Linked DNA regions of Mus musculus: region 2 is linked to region 1. Evidence: chromatin contacts called from public Micro-C data. All regions are on one chromosome and are shown on one strand. The core of a region is the stretch at or near the end of the contact, and the rest is flanking DNA. Distances in the headings are between cores, read along the strand shown.

Region 1 (6,215 bases), core at 2,373-4,872:
AGGATCAGGATGGATGCATGCAGACCAGTTAAATGGCTGGGGTCACAAGGGAAGCTCTTAGAGGTTTGTTGTTGTTGTTGTTGTAATGGTTAATCTTCATTGTCAGGTTGCTTGGACTTAGCGTCACCTAGGAAATGTATCTCTAGGTTTGTCTATGAGACTGCCTCCAGAAGTATAACTGAGGAGGAAAGATCCATACTACATATGGAAGACAGCATCCCAAAGGCCAGAGGGCCAGCATTCATCTCTCTCTTGCTTCCTGGCTATGGCTACAATGTGACTAGCTGATTCGAGCTTCTGCCCTCATGTCTCTCCCATCATGACAGACTACTATCGTTGGAATGAATGTTCTAATAAGCCCATATGAAAGACAAACAATCCAGATGTTTTATTCATAAAACAAATGCCTCGATTGGGCAGATCTAGGGCTATTGTAACTTCTTCCCCAGTTATAAAATCCCTCGACTTGCCGTTTCTCCTGGCCACATGGTTCTGGTCTACGGTGGCTTCTTATTCCATCCATCCTCTTCTCTCTCACCACACCTACAACCTCCTCTGGAACCTCCAGTCCCACCTCCCTCCCTCCATTGCCCAGTCACAGGTGCTAGCCTTCTACTGACCAGTTACACTGGGGAGCAGGTCCACATGGCATCACTTGAGTACGTGAGCATCTGCTCACTGGGGACAAGCACACCTTGAGGAACCAGTTTTAGCTACATAAGCAGCATCGGACTGAACCACTGCAGACTACCCTCAAACTACAGTCAAAATAAACTATTCCTTCCTTAAGTTACATTGCTTGCCACAGCAATGAGACTTGGAATCTTGGAAAAGATGTGTGTTCTTCGTGTGTCAGAACAAAAGCAAGCTTCTGATGCCCGACACTCCAGCCCTTCTTTATCCTCGGGCACTGGTGTCTACCAAAGGGCTTAGGACTCCCTAGTAAAAGAAGGTAACAGGACCATTTAAAAGAAGACTACAAAGATTACTAGAACCCCACAAATGATCAGGCAGAAGGTCACCCAAGCTGCTTCCTGTCCAGTGATGGGAGGAAACGCCATGAAAACCCTATTCATGGCACAAAAGGGAAGCCTTTTTGCTGGTGCTAGTGGGGAAATTACTTCCATGTGAAAAATCCCTCAGTTTGATGAAAAGGTCTCTTTTCCTTCATGGGCTGAAAATAAAACCCTTGTTTTCCCATCAAAAAATCAGCTGGGTTAAAATGATGTAAAGTTCTAAGAAGCTATGACCACGACGGTCAAAAGAACCCCGGTAATCAATCCAGCATCCTCAAATAAGTGAGTTATATCTCCTCCTGTGCAGCCCTTGGAAGGAAGCTGGGACCAACAAAATTAGTGCACATTTACTCTGGGCCTGGAAATAATTCTTTCAACACTGCACTTTAACCCAGGTAAGTGTCCTTGTCACTCCTGTATAACAGTAGAGAAATTGGGAACTGTAGACTCTTCGGGACTGAACATTCAGTGGTCACACAGCTATATACCCTCACTGAGCCACTTGCCAACTGGCCTCTGGTCAGAAGGTGATCCACAGGCAAAGAAGACAGGGAGACTGCAAACCACCTACCCTGCTCATCACTTCCATTACATTGCCAGATGGATCAAGAGAAGCCATGAGCTATTCTTTCACACTGAATTTAGCTTACAAAAAGGTTTCAATATCCACGCCCATGTGTAAGCCACTTTCATACCTGAGACACCCGAGGGCCTGCCCAGAGCATATCACCTTGAAGACAGCACTGACTCTATTGACAGACGCTTATATCCAATCACATATTTATAATGTTGCCTGCCTGGACTCTGTCACACTAGTCATTAAATGCTTGAAAGCCCCAAGTCTGTGCTCATTGCCCTGAAACAAAGGCAGAGAGCCTGCCAGGCTCATCTGAGGTGGGAACAAAAGCACTTCATCTCTGAAGAAACCAGCTGGGGGTTTCCTTCCTTATCATGGAATGCCCAGCATGCACCAGTGCTATAGGAAACTAGAGATGTGCAGAGGTGGTGGTGGTTAGGGGTAGGGGGTCACAAATAACTTTTCTCTGTTGTATCCAAAACAGTCTCCTTCAAAGGACCCTGCGAGTGGGAGGAAGGATGCTTTAATCCAAGAATGATGCTGGCCAACTGTCCACTGTACTCACTTTTTCCTTTTCATCAAGATGACAGGGAGGGAACTCACCTTTATATCACCAAGCGGAGTCTGTAAACCCACACCCCAACTTCCCTCAATCACCGCCCTACCAGTCAGATGCAGTGGGAGGGTACCCGGATCCCTCCACTCCCAAACAAAATCATTGCAAGCCAGCTGAGGCTGCCTGAAAATCAACATTCGAGGCACATTAATAAGAAACATCTGGCTACGGGAAGAGGTTGACACAGCACAGGCAGGCAGTGGTGGATTTGTGGTTGGGACCCAGAGTTACAAGGACTGAACTGAAAGCACAATCGGAGAACACCAGTTCGTCTAGGCAATCCTCCACCCACTGCACCACGGAGCCTAGCAACACCGCCATGCTCCGGGTTTGAATTGTTTGGGGCAGAGTTACCTAGAGACTTCCCACTTAAAGCTCTGGCATCAGGAAAATGCATCTCCTGCATCCTCCAGTGTCTGGCCACCACTTCCACCTTCAATATTTGTAGCAGATGTAGCTGGGCTCTTAAAGGAACAGTGTTTGCATTCTTTCCATGTGACTTACAGGATAGACTTAAAAGGGGGAAAGTGTATTTATTTTTCTTCCCTAGTGTTGTGTGTTTAAGACCATCCTACCTCCATTTGTGCAAGGCGAACCCGGGACACTGGTCACCACAGGCGTTACATGGCTGGCCTCTCTCAATCCGACCCAGTCCAGTCAACTTCAAAACAAAAAGACAACACAAGCGTGTCCACCACCAGGGCTCCCCTCAAAGCCCCACTTGTATCCTAGGCAGGAAGGCCTGCCCCTCCCACCCCGCCTCTGTGATTGGACTCAACTGTTTTCTGATGTTGGGGACTTGGGACCAGATTCTCCCACCTGGAGAAGGGCATGTGATTCCAGGTGGGCTGTCTATATAGAGAGCATGGGCACCAAACCACCAAGAAATGGCTTGGCTGGGGCTTTGTCTCCCCCAGACACCTTGGTCACCGGTTTCTAAGAAACAAAAGCAAGACCTTTCCGTTCCCTGGAGTTGCGGGGACCACCTGGTGGCTGTCCTGGACTAAGCCAGGGTTCCCTAGAAGAGGGTAGCTGGGACGCCCAAAAGCCAGTCCCAGGTCCTGTTTCTCAGCTGGGGTTCCCATATTCCTTACGAGAAGAGGAAAAGAAAAAGGTTCACCCGCGGTGCCCTGAACTATGGCATTTAGGGTCCAGGTCCCTGGTGGCACTGTCGCCCGGCCTGGGGTAGGGCCCAGCCCCTCGCGCGCCCGCGGGGCCAGCTTACCTGGGGCCACAGGTGCGCGGCCGCGGGGTGGAGAGGGGCTGGGCCCGGGCGCTGGCTGCCGGCGGTGGGGACCGGGCGGGCGGCTCCGCTCGGGTGGAGGACACTCACCGAGCGGCGGGACAGTCTTTTCCGCGAGCTCCGGCTGAACATGGCCGGGCGCTTCCCGCACGCAGCGCTGTCGGTTGAATGTGTCCGCGCTGCAGCCGCCGGGAGGGCGGGTGGACTGGGCTGGTGCGGTCGTCAGCCGGGCGGTCTCCGCCTAGCTGTCCCGCCTGGTTCGGGAGAGCACGTTTCCCCTCCTCCCTTCCCTCTGCAGCTCGCTCCCCGCCTGCTGGTCCCTCCCCTCTCGGCGAGCTCCCCGCCCTCCCCCAGCCAGTCCCATCCTCTCTGGCACCAGCTGAGGCCACTTTCTCTTTTCTCCTGCTTCCTTGCCCTCTGGGGAGAACTCTTTGGCTGGCCCAGCCCCTAAAAGCTCTTCCGCTCACTCTGGTCCCTGAAGTTAGGAGGCAGGGGACACTTCACAGACATCGGGAGGAGATGCAAAGATGAGAGATTTTCACATTAAATTTAAACATTTAAACTCTTCTTCCACTGTGTATTAATGATCTCTCAAAATTTGTTAAACTTGTGTGCTTATCAATATATGTGTCTAATATAAATGTATGCATATAAATGTATGTATCTATATGCAGACAGACAGACAGACAGACAGACAGACAGACAGACAGACAGATAGATAGATAGATAGATAGATCGATAGATGGGTGTGGGAGTGTCTTACTATGTAGCCCTGGCTGGACTATGTAGAACACACTGGTCTTTAACTCACAAATACTGGCCTGCCTCTGGCTTTTGAGTACTGGGATTAAAGTCATGTACCACCATTACCTGCCCTCTTATCAATCCCTTAAAAATAAATAAATAAATAAATAAATAAAGATGTAACAGAAGACTTTATCTTATAGCATGGTTGAAGGATGAGTCAGGTCATGTGCAGTGGTTGTAACTGGCACAAACTCAGGACTGATGCAAGATTAGAGATGGAAAACAAGGATGTTGTTCTAACAGGCAAGACTATGGTGTCCACTAGTCATTGATACATCCGCTCAAATAGCACTTCCCCTGAACTCTCTCCACCACCCACTAAGCCATCCCTTACACATTCATGACATACAAATCATGTGTTGACATCTGTTCTCAACCAAACCCAAATGACAGAAGGGCCCTGTCTTCTTTGCTTAGGCACATATGTAGGTTTGTATACTCTGGATACTCCTGCAAGTCAAAAGAAGACAATTTGTCATCACTGAGAAGAAGATGGTCATCTTCTGGCTTAGCATTTTATATCTGGGCCATTGAAGTTGAATGAAGAGAAGCCATCTCCACCTGGGATAACCCAGCAAATGGGGGGCGGGGGGCAAGATACCTATCTATCAAAATCAAAGGAATAGCCAGATGCAACTCAGACACCCCCTTCTTCATCAGAACAAGCTGTCCACGTTCACCAATAAGACAACGAAGTTTAGTTTGGTTCTAAGGAGAGGCATGTAAGGCCTTTGCCTCAGGAGCACAATTTACAGAGAATAAATTCAGCAATTAAGACAAATATTTATGTACTGTGATCAAAGAATCAAAATCAATACCAGATATATCTGCTGAATCCTGCCTTATCCTGCCCTGCCTCGCCCACCTCACCATCCTTCCTTCCCTTATAAAAATGCTCTGAGAGCCAGAGGGCTATGGTGAGAGATCAGCTGGTGGCATGCTTCTTCTTCAAGTATGAAGCCTGCGTTTGAGCCTCAGAACCCACATTTCAAAACAGAAAGAAAACAAAAGCTAGGCATGGTGGAAAACACATGTAAACTCAGAGCTGGGGATGTGGAAACAGGAAGATCTTTGGGGCTCACTGTTCTGCTGGTCTAGCCTACTTGGTGAGCTCCAGACCAATGAAAGGCCCCATCTCAAAACAAAACAAAACAAAACCCTAACGACGACTAAGTGGATAACCCCCGAGAGAGCAGAGCACCTGCACACACTTAAACATATACACGCAAAGTGTTCTGAAATTCAGACACTAAATAAGGACTGAGGTAAGTGGTGACCACCCACTATCGTCTTTGGTGGCAGTTGTAGAGAATAAGCCATGGCGTATAGAGTGATGTTGTCTTCTGATCATAACAGAACCACTGCACTCACGAATGCACAGAAGCTGAAGTTGTCTGCACAAGATCAAGCCATCAATATTCCAACCAATGTGCAGAAGGGAGGGCTGCCTGATCTCCTCACCCTTAACTGGGGAGCTACTGACACTCGGTGGCATCCAGGGGGAGAGAGAGAACCAATTTTCTTTAAGGGTATGCCCTCTGGTGGATCTAGCAGGATCCAGTGAGTGCCCCATACCTAAGAATGGTATATGGGGAATACAGAGTAGGAGAAGGTGGGAGCGTGGGGTGATCAGGGTTGAAATAGAGGCATGCACATATTAAATCATAAAACTAATAAGGCAATAGCTTCAGGTTTTTGGGGTTTTGGTTTGTTTGTTTGTTTGTTTGTTTGTTTTTTGGCAGGGGGAGGGTCAGGATAGGATAGTAATGGAAACTTCTCAGGGCAAGATGCTCACTGGATCCTCTCGAAGAGTTACTGTACTCTCATGTCTGCCCCGTAGGAAAAGGTCATGGGGAACAGCATTGATGCTGTAATTATGAATGGTGTCTACATGTATTTTAACTGCAAAACTTTTTAGGGCAACACAGTAAGAGCATCAGTGCTGTGTAAGTTTCC
Region 2 (6,217 bases), core at 3,485-5,984, 1.6 Mb after region 1:
CCCAGCACTTCAGGCAAGCAATGGCTCTGCAGGGAAGCAAACCCACTTATTCTTGGCATTGAGAACTTTAGGCCCACGGAAAGTGACTTTGTAAGATCTGTGACACCATGTTCTGGGTCAGGCCACCTGCCCATCTTCTCTCTCACACGGGCCAACAAGTCACAAAACTCCCCCAAGGACCCCGAGCCCAAAGTGTGTGAGTCAGTGGTACCTTGGGAGGCAGAATTTACATTTGTGACTAGGACAAGGGAGCCCAGACCTGCTGGGTAGGAACTCCAACTCCATAGCCAATGCCCTAGGTGTCAGGAGCAGAGGCATCAGGATGGTAGAGGCTGCGCTCCCCCTCTGCCTCGGCTGAGTTATCAGGGCTCTTAGCAAAGTTATCCAGCCTCTCTGAGCCTAAGTTTCCAACTTAGGTTCCTCTGAGTCAAGGTCAGAGGATTAAAGAAGGGGAATGCCCACAAAGTGCTAGGTTAACCAACCACCTGACATACTTTGTCTTCTGGGTTTAGTCCAGTGCTAAGGTATGAACCAAGGAATCACATGTACTAAACACATGTTGTCTTGGCAAACTCCAATGTAAGAACTTAATAAAGACTAGCTACCTCCTATTCAATATTTCTATAATTACTTTCTGTCCCTAAAACACTAGAATGATTAAAATTCAACATGGACAAGATTAAAAACTGGCAAAGACAGAAAATAACCAGAACAGTCATAGCAGCTTGGTTTGTAACAGTCAAATCTGGACCTAGAAGCAAAGGCTAAAAAGGAGGGGTCGGGGGAGAACAAAATACCTACTAGAGAATACTATGCAGCAATGAAAAAGGAGCTAGAGTGAAGCATACAAGAACTCTCCAAAACCTCCTGGGTGAAAAAAGACACACAGTAGTATATACTATATTTCATCTTTTATGAAGTAAAAGAATTGTTCAAATCTATAGTAAGAGGAACCAACACCCTTGGTTGACAGGGGAGTAACTGGGAAGAATCCTGAAGGGAATATTTAGGTGATGGTAATGTTGTGTATATTTATTTGAGTGTCTGGAAGGAACATGAGAGAGTACACATGCCCAAATTCATTAAAGCAGACACTTGGTATCTGACCTAAACGGATATAACATATATACAAGTATCAAAACATTGCAGTACACTAGACATGGCAGCAGACACCTGCGATCCTCGGACTATCCTGCCTCAAAAACAAAACAAACCCGTAGGTACTGTTTTTATGCTTATATACATATATACGCACACACATATCAGTTTAAAAGTCTAGTTTTTTAAAGATCTGAATTCTGCTATTATTCTGCATATTAAGTATCTGAATTCTGAAAATAATATGCATACACAGATCCAACTAGCATACATACATTTCTAATATTTTTAAGCATGTTATGACCAACAACTGTCCTCTCCACTTAATGTGGGTCTACTAAGTCTCGTTCACAACCCACTCCTATCCATGAGATACTATTTGCTATAGAAACCTGCCATGCAACACAAAGAGTACAATCTTCTACCACAAGAAGACTGTGACATCTCCACGCAGATATGTACCCAGAGTGACTATGTCCCTGTGAGAGCTAACTCAAAATGGAAACACCATAAAAAATATATTTTTCCCAAATACTAGCTCAGTCTACTCGATACAATAAGACACAGTAACAAAAAAAGGTGGAGACAAATATGTCCTATAATTTAAATCATTTTGCAACAGGAAAGTGAGAGGATTGTTGAAATGGTTCCTAGGGTCATCTTCACAGTAACTGTGCCCATGTCATTATCACATGTGACAGTCTTTATAATGTGGTGGATTCCACAGCACTCATAGCCTATTGCAAGGCTGTTCAGAAGCACAAGCCCACTCTCTCCCTTTGTGAGCATTTCTGTTGGCAAAAGACAGCCCTGATCATAGGACACCTGAAGGCACTATAATAACTGTCAAATCCACAGGCATCTCCCACCACCACCACTAAAGTGCACACAGAGGGGTGAGAGAGAGGAAGGGAGAGTGGAGAGGGAGAAGGGGTACTAGCTAGCTCCAGGGTCTCTGCAAAATAGTGGAAGAGCTCAGCTTCTGGAAGCTTCTTGCCCATGGTCAACAAGTCTTAGGACCCATTTACCACCACCCAGACATCCTGCCATCCTGCCGGATGAGAAATCTTTCTGCAAAATGAGCCTGAACTCAAACCCAATGCTGCCCCCCTCCCCCAATAAATAAATGCCTGTCACAGTGTTATCTCAACAGCTCTACCAAGTCATAAACACCCGGGGAACTGGCATTAAATTCCTAGCTAAAAACTGAATTGCTAACTGCTTAAATCCAACTCCAATACAACTCGCTTTTCCTGAGCACTTACTGTGAACCAGCACACTTCCTCGGTTATGATTTTACCAGAAACTCCTAAGGACAGATTCATCAAGCAAGGCCAAGTAGCAGGATATGGACATTCCACTGTTAGGTGTCAGCCTCTGCGCTCCCAACAGGATAGAAAGGCCTGGCTACTAGGCTCCCCGCACACAGTACTGCGCTCATCCTCCGGTCATCTGGAAGCGGCCTGCTGCTGAGAGCGCTGGCTCTCCCCGCTTTCCTTTGACACGTTTCCTTCAGCTGCTGCCATCCTGACAGGAACATATGGCAACTTTTCACCACATTCAACTCTGCCACCTCCTCTGGTGCTTTCATCTGGGAGAACCTGCGTCACAGCACTTGGGTGCAGGAGGGATGCCTCTAAGGACTGCAGCTATGCTCCGGTGGCTAGCTACAGGATCAGACCATTGCTCAGACCAAACTGCGAGGGAGTACTCTCCCACGGCCATCCTTACCCTACAGAAAGCCATCCTTATCCTACAGACTTCTAGGGGAGGATTTGCTTCCCCACCCCCACCCCAAAACTCAGGTCCCGAAAGTCGTCCCCTCAAGCCCTCCTCCTCCTTGCTCAAGGTTTAACAAAAAAAGACCCATACACTTTTGGTAGTTGTGTGACCTTGGGCAAGTCATTTACCTAAGGTCAGACCCGGCTTACTTATTGTAATATAGGACTTACAAAAACCGAGTCGTTCTTATAGCATTGATGTGAATCAGAATGAGATAATGCAATTAAACCACTTTACAGACAGCCTCTCACATAACACGCTAACAATGAATTGTAACTCTCAACAACCATCATCAATAAGGACGACGGTGCAAGAGGAGGAGGTGGCTGGGTAAACTTGGACTAGATTCGCGCCAAGCGCTAATCACCCCTTCCCCCACCGTAGGTCTCCACAAGGAGGAGACACAGACGTCACCCCGCTGTGGGGTGATTGCGGGCTCTGCAGGAGGCTGGATTAAGGACTCCAGTGGGTTATAACCCAGCCCCACCTGGAGGGGTTGCAGGATGAAGGCAAATTCTGTGATGGAAGAATTCCAATCAACCATAAATAGACCCTCTCCTTCCACGACCCACTCTCCAGTTCAGGGAAACAGGCAGTGGCAAGCCACCAGCTCCGTGAGCTCATCCATCCCGTAAGGGGCTGGGGGAAGCGTCCACCTTAGCCTCCCTCAGTTCCCCATCTGCCTTAAGGTGAAGGCGAGGCTGCGCAGCACTAGGTGGCTACGACCTAGAAGTTGGCAAACCAGACCTGGGAAGCATCTCCCCGCTTCCCGGCGCAACCCCGGCCCCAGCCCGCCACGCAGGTGGGCGCACAGCCCACAACCTCACAACTTTGAGTGCATCTGGTCCGGGCCTCAACTTTGGCTCACAGCACTCGGAGCAAACGGCGCCCCCTCAGGCCTCCCCTCTTTTTCGGGGTGCGCCCCCCAAAGGCACGCCCCGTCTTACCTTGTCTGACGGCTTTGAAGGTGACGGCCTCCTTGCAGCTGTCGATGACTCCCAGCACGTCATAGCGGGGCAAGCCGGACACCCGGACCCCCTGCACCTCCAGCAGCAGCTCACCTTCGGCCAGCTTCGGCCCCTCGCCACCGCCGGGAAGCCCCGCCGCCTCGGCCGCCGCCACCGCCCCCACGTACGGAAACTCCCCATGCTCCGCGCCCCCCAGGACCGTCACCCCCAGCTCGCCCTGGGGTCCCCGCTTCACGGTGCACTCGTGAACGCGGCCAGTCCAGTGGTTCTTCTTCTGGATCACTTTCGACATGATGAGTTACAGCCCCTCCTCGAAAACAAAATTCAAATTAAAGAAAAAAAGAAAAAGAAAAGAAAACTGCTAAAACGAGAGACAGGTGCCCCCACAGCACGAGCCCCCGGAGCGGCGGGCTCACGGGAGAAGCATCTCTCGGAGCGCGGGAGCGAGCTACTCGAGCCTCCTCGCCCGACTCTCTCGCGCTCTCAAGCCATCATAAAACAAACTTTCCGGGCTCCGTGAAGAGCCCTGCACGGGCGCCCGCGAGCTTTGTTTGCATTCCGGTGCCTCCGGGTCCGCGTTCCGGCGCCGACCGCGCTCCCGGGACCAGAGTCCACTCCGGCGCCGCCCGGGCCCGCTCTCCGCTCCGCGGCTCTCTCCACACACGCCGCGCCTGCTCCGCGCCGGCCGGCCGCTCCTCAGCGCGAGGGAAGCCCTTTCCAAGCTAGTTGCCGGGAGCCCTGGAGACGCGACGGCGCGGGGCGGGGGTGAGGGGACGCGAGGGAAGTGGCCGCGGCCCCTTTAAGCAGATACAAAGGCTCGGCTTGTTTTGTTACAGTTCATTCTACTCCGCGCGGCGGAGCGCAGCGGCCGGCTGGAGAGGAGACGCGCGCGCATGCGCCCGGCGGCCGCCCGCGGGCAGGCCCGCCCCACCCCTCCTCCTGGAAGGGAGAGATTCCAACGCGCCTCCCGCGGGGTCCTAGGGCCGACCCTTCATTGACGCCAACTTGCTCCTCTCCCTGCACCCCTAGAATTCCTCCTCTTGCAGTGTGGTCGGCTCAGCCAGAGCCTTTTGGGGGAACACGTGTGCTTGCCCGACTCCAGCTCTCGAACTTTTGGAACACAGAGAATTTGGCTTTGGTGTTTGCAAATCGTTTCAAACAGGTGGGGGCTGGGAGACCAATTCAGCGCGGGGCTCACACTCTTGCTGCCTACCCGGGTCCCTCCTCGTCCTCCGCTAGTGCCTGGCCACGCCATCGCTCACGCGCCTTCCGCCACATTTCCGCGCCTGCTCCCCGCCCAGGGGTTCAAGTCCACATGCGGAGCCTGGCTCTTGTCTCTGTGACCCTGAGGACCCGAATCAACAAGACCCACACACCCTCTGCATCCCTGTCCGCGCCCACCAAACGCACCTACACATACGCTCCCATCGTTAAACTTTGGGGCCAACTTTTTAGGACAAGGAAAAAACTGCCAGCGAGCGAGAAAAGCCAAAGCTAGCGTGGCCTTTTTACCTAAGACTTCTCGCTGGCCTCTCATTGTCCTTCCAGCAAAGGGGGCGGCGGTGGCCAGCCCCCTTTGGCTTCTAGGAGAGCCGAGAAACCTAAGCACTGCTTTGGGGAGTAAAGATCACCGCAGGGTGCGGGTCCTGCACAAGCGTGGGCGAGCCGGCCACCTCGGAATTCGCCGCCCAGAGGCGGGGTCCAGTAATCGGGGCACTGGTGAGGCCGGGACAGAAAGAACAGCCCCCACCGCCAAGAAGCCAGTGCAGTGGTGGCCCTAGCGGTTTTGTTTATTTTTCAGTGGTTTCCAATGAGTTCCTCTTTGGTCACGGACTTGAGAATCTACTAGATAAAAGGAGCTGAGTTGGAGCCACTCAGAGAGATGAGGATGTCACTGAGGTGGGTCGAGAGGATAGGTCTGAAGTTCAGATTCCGCAGGCATCTTAAGTACAACATTAAGTGAAGACCTTCCACTTGCCAAGGCTGGAGGAATACAATCACTCCCACCCCCACCCCCACCCCCTCCTCCACCCCCACCCCCACCCCACCCCACCTCACACACAGAGTTGTTAGAAATAATACATAGGCACTGGAAACTTGCAAAGTAAATAATTTATGGTGGCATATAAAATTTCACAGTCTGATAACTGGGGGGGGGGGGGGTGTCAGAGTCCTTAGTGGTTGGGGTTGTAATCCCCTCTCTAGAACATAAGCATACATTTAAGCTCTTCAAGCCCTGTTTCTAGAGAGCTATTCTAAGTTAATAAGAATGAGGGCCTGGCGTTTTACATCTGTAATCCTGGTACTTGTGAGGCTGAGGCATGGGGACCAAGAATTCAAGGCAAAGTCTAGGAGAGGATGGCCTGGGC

The links. A called contact is a pair of places that touch in the nucleus more often than the background predicts.
Region 2: a Micro-C map of embryonic stem cells shows a contact between it and region 1, with 6 times the contacts expected there. The contact joins the promoter of Magi1 here to the promoter of Prickle2 in region 1. A contact is called at or near these places in 2 of 39 promoter capture datasets (cranial neural crest and hippocampal neurons) and 1 of 484 Hi-C or Micro-C datasets (embryonic stem cells).

What each region holds. Positions count from the first base shown.
Region 1 is chr6:92,702,562-92,708,776 of GRCm38.p6, forward strand. Prickle2 (prickle planar cell polarity protein 2) reads right to left here and starts at 3,623. Exons shown (of 9, transcript NM_001081146.2): 1 at 3,543-3,623; 2 at 2,785-2,870. The coding sequence starts at 3,584.
Region 2 is chr6:94,279,183-94,285,399 of GRCm38.p6, forward strand. It overlaps Magi1 (membrane associated guanylate kinase, WW and PDZ domain containing 1), which reads right to left and starts at 4,735. Exons shown (of 24, transcript NM_001029850.4): 1 at 3,828-4,735. The coding sequence starts at 4,140. It overlaps Gm31661 (a long non-coding RNA gene), which reads left to right and starts at 4,739. Exons shown (of 5, transcript XR_377886.4): 1 at 4,739-5,747.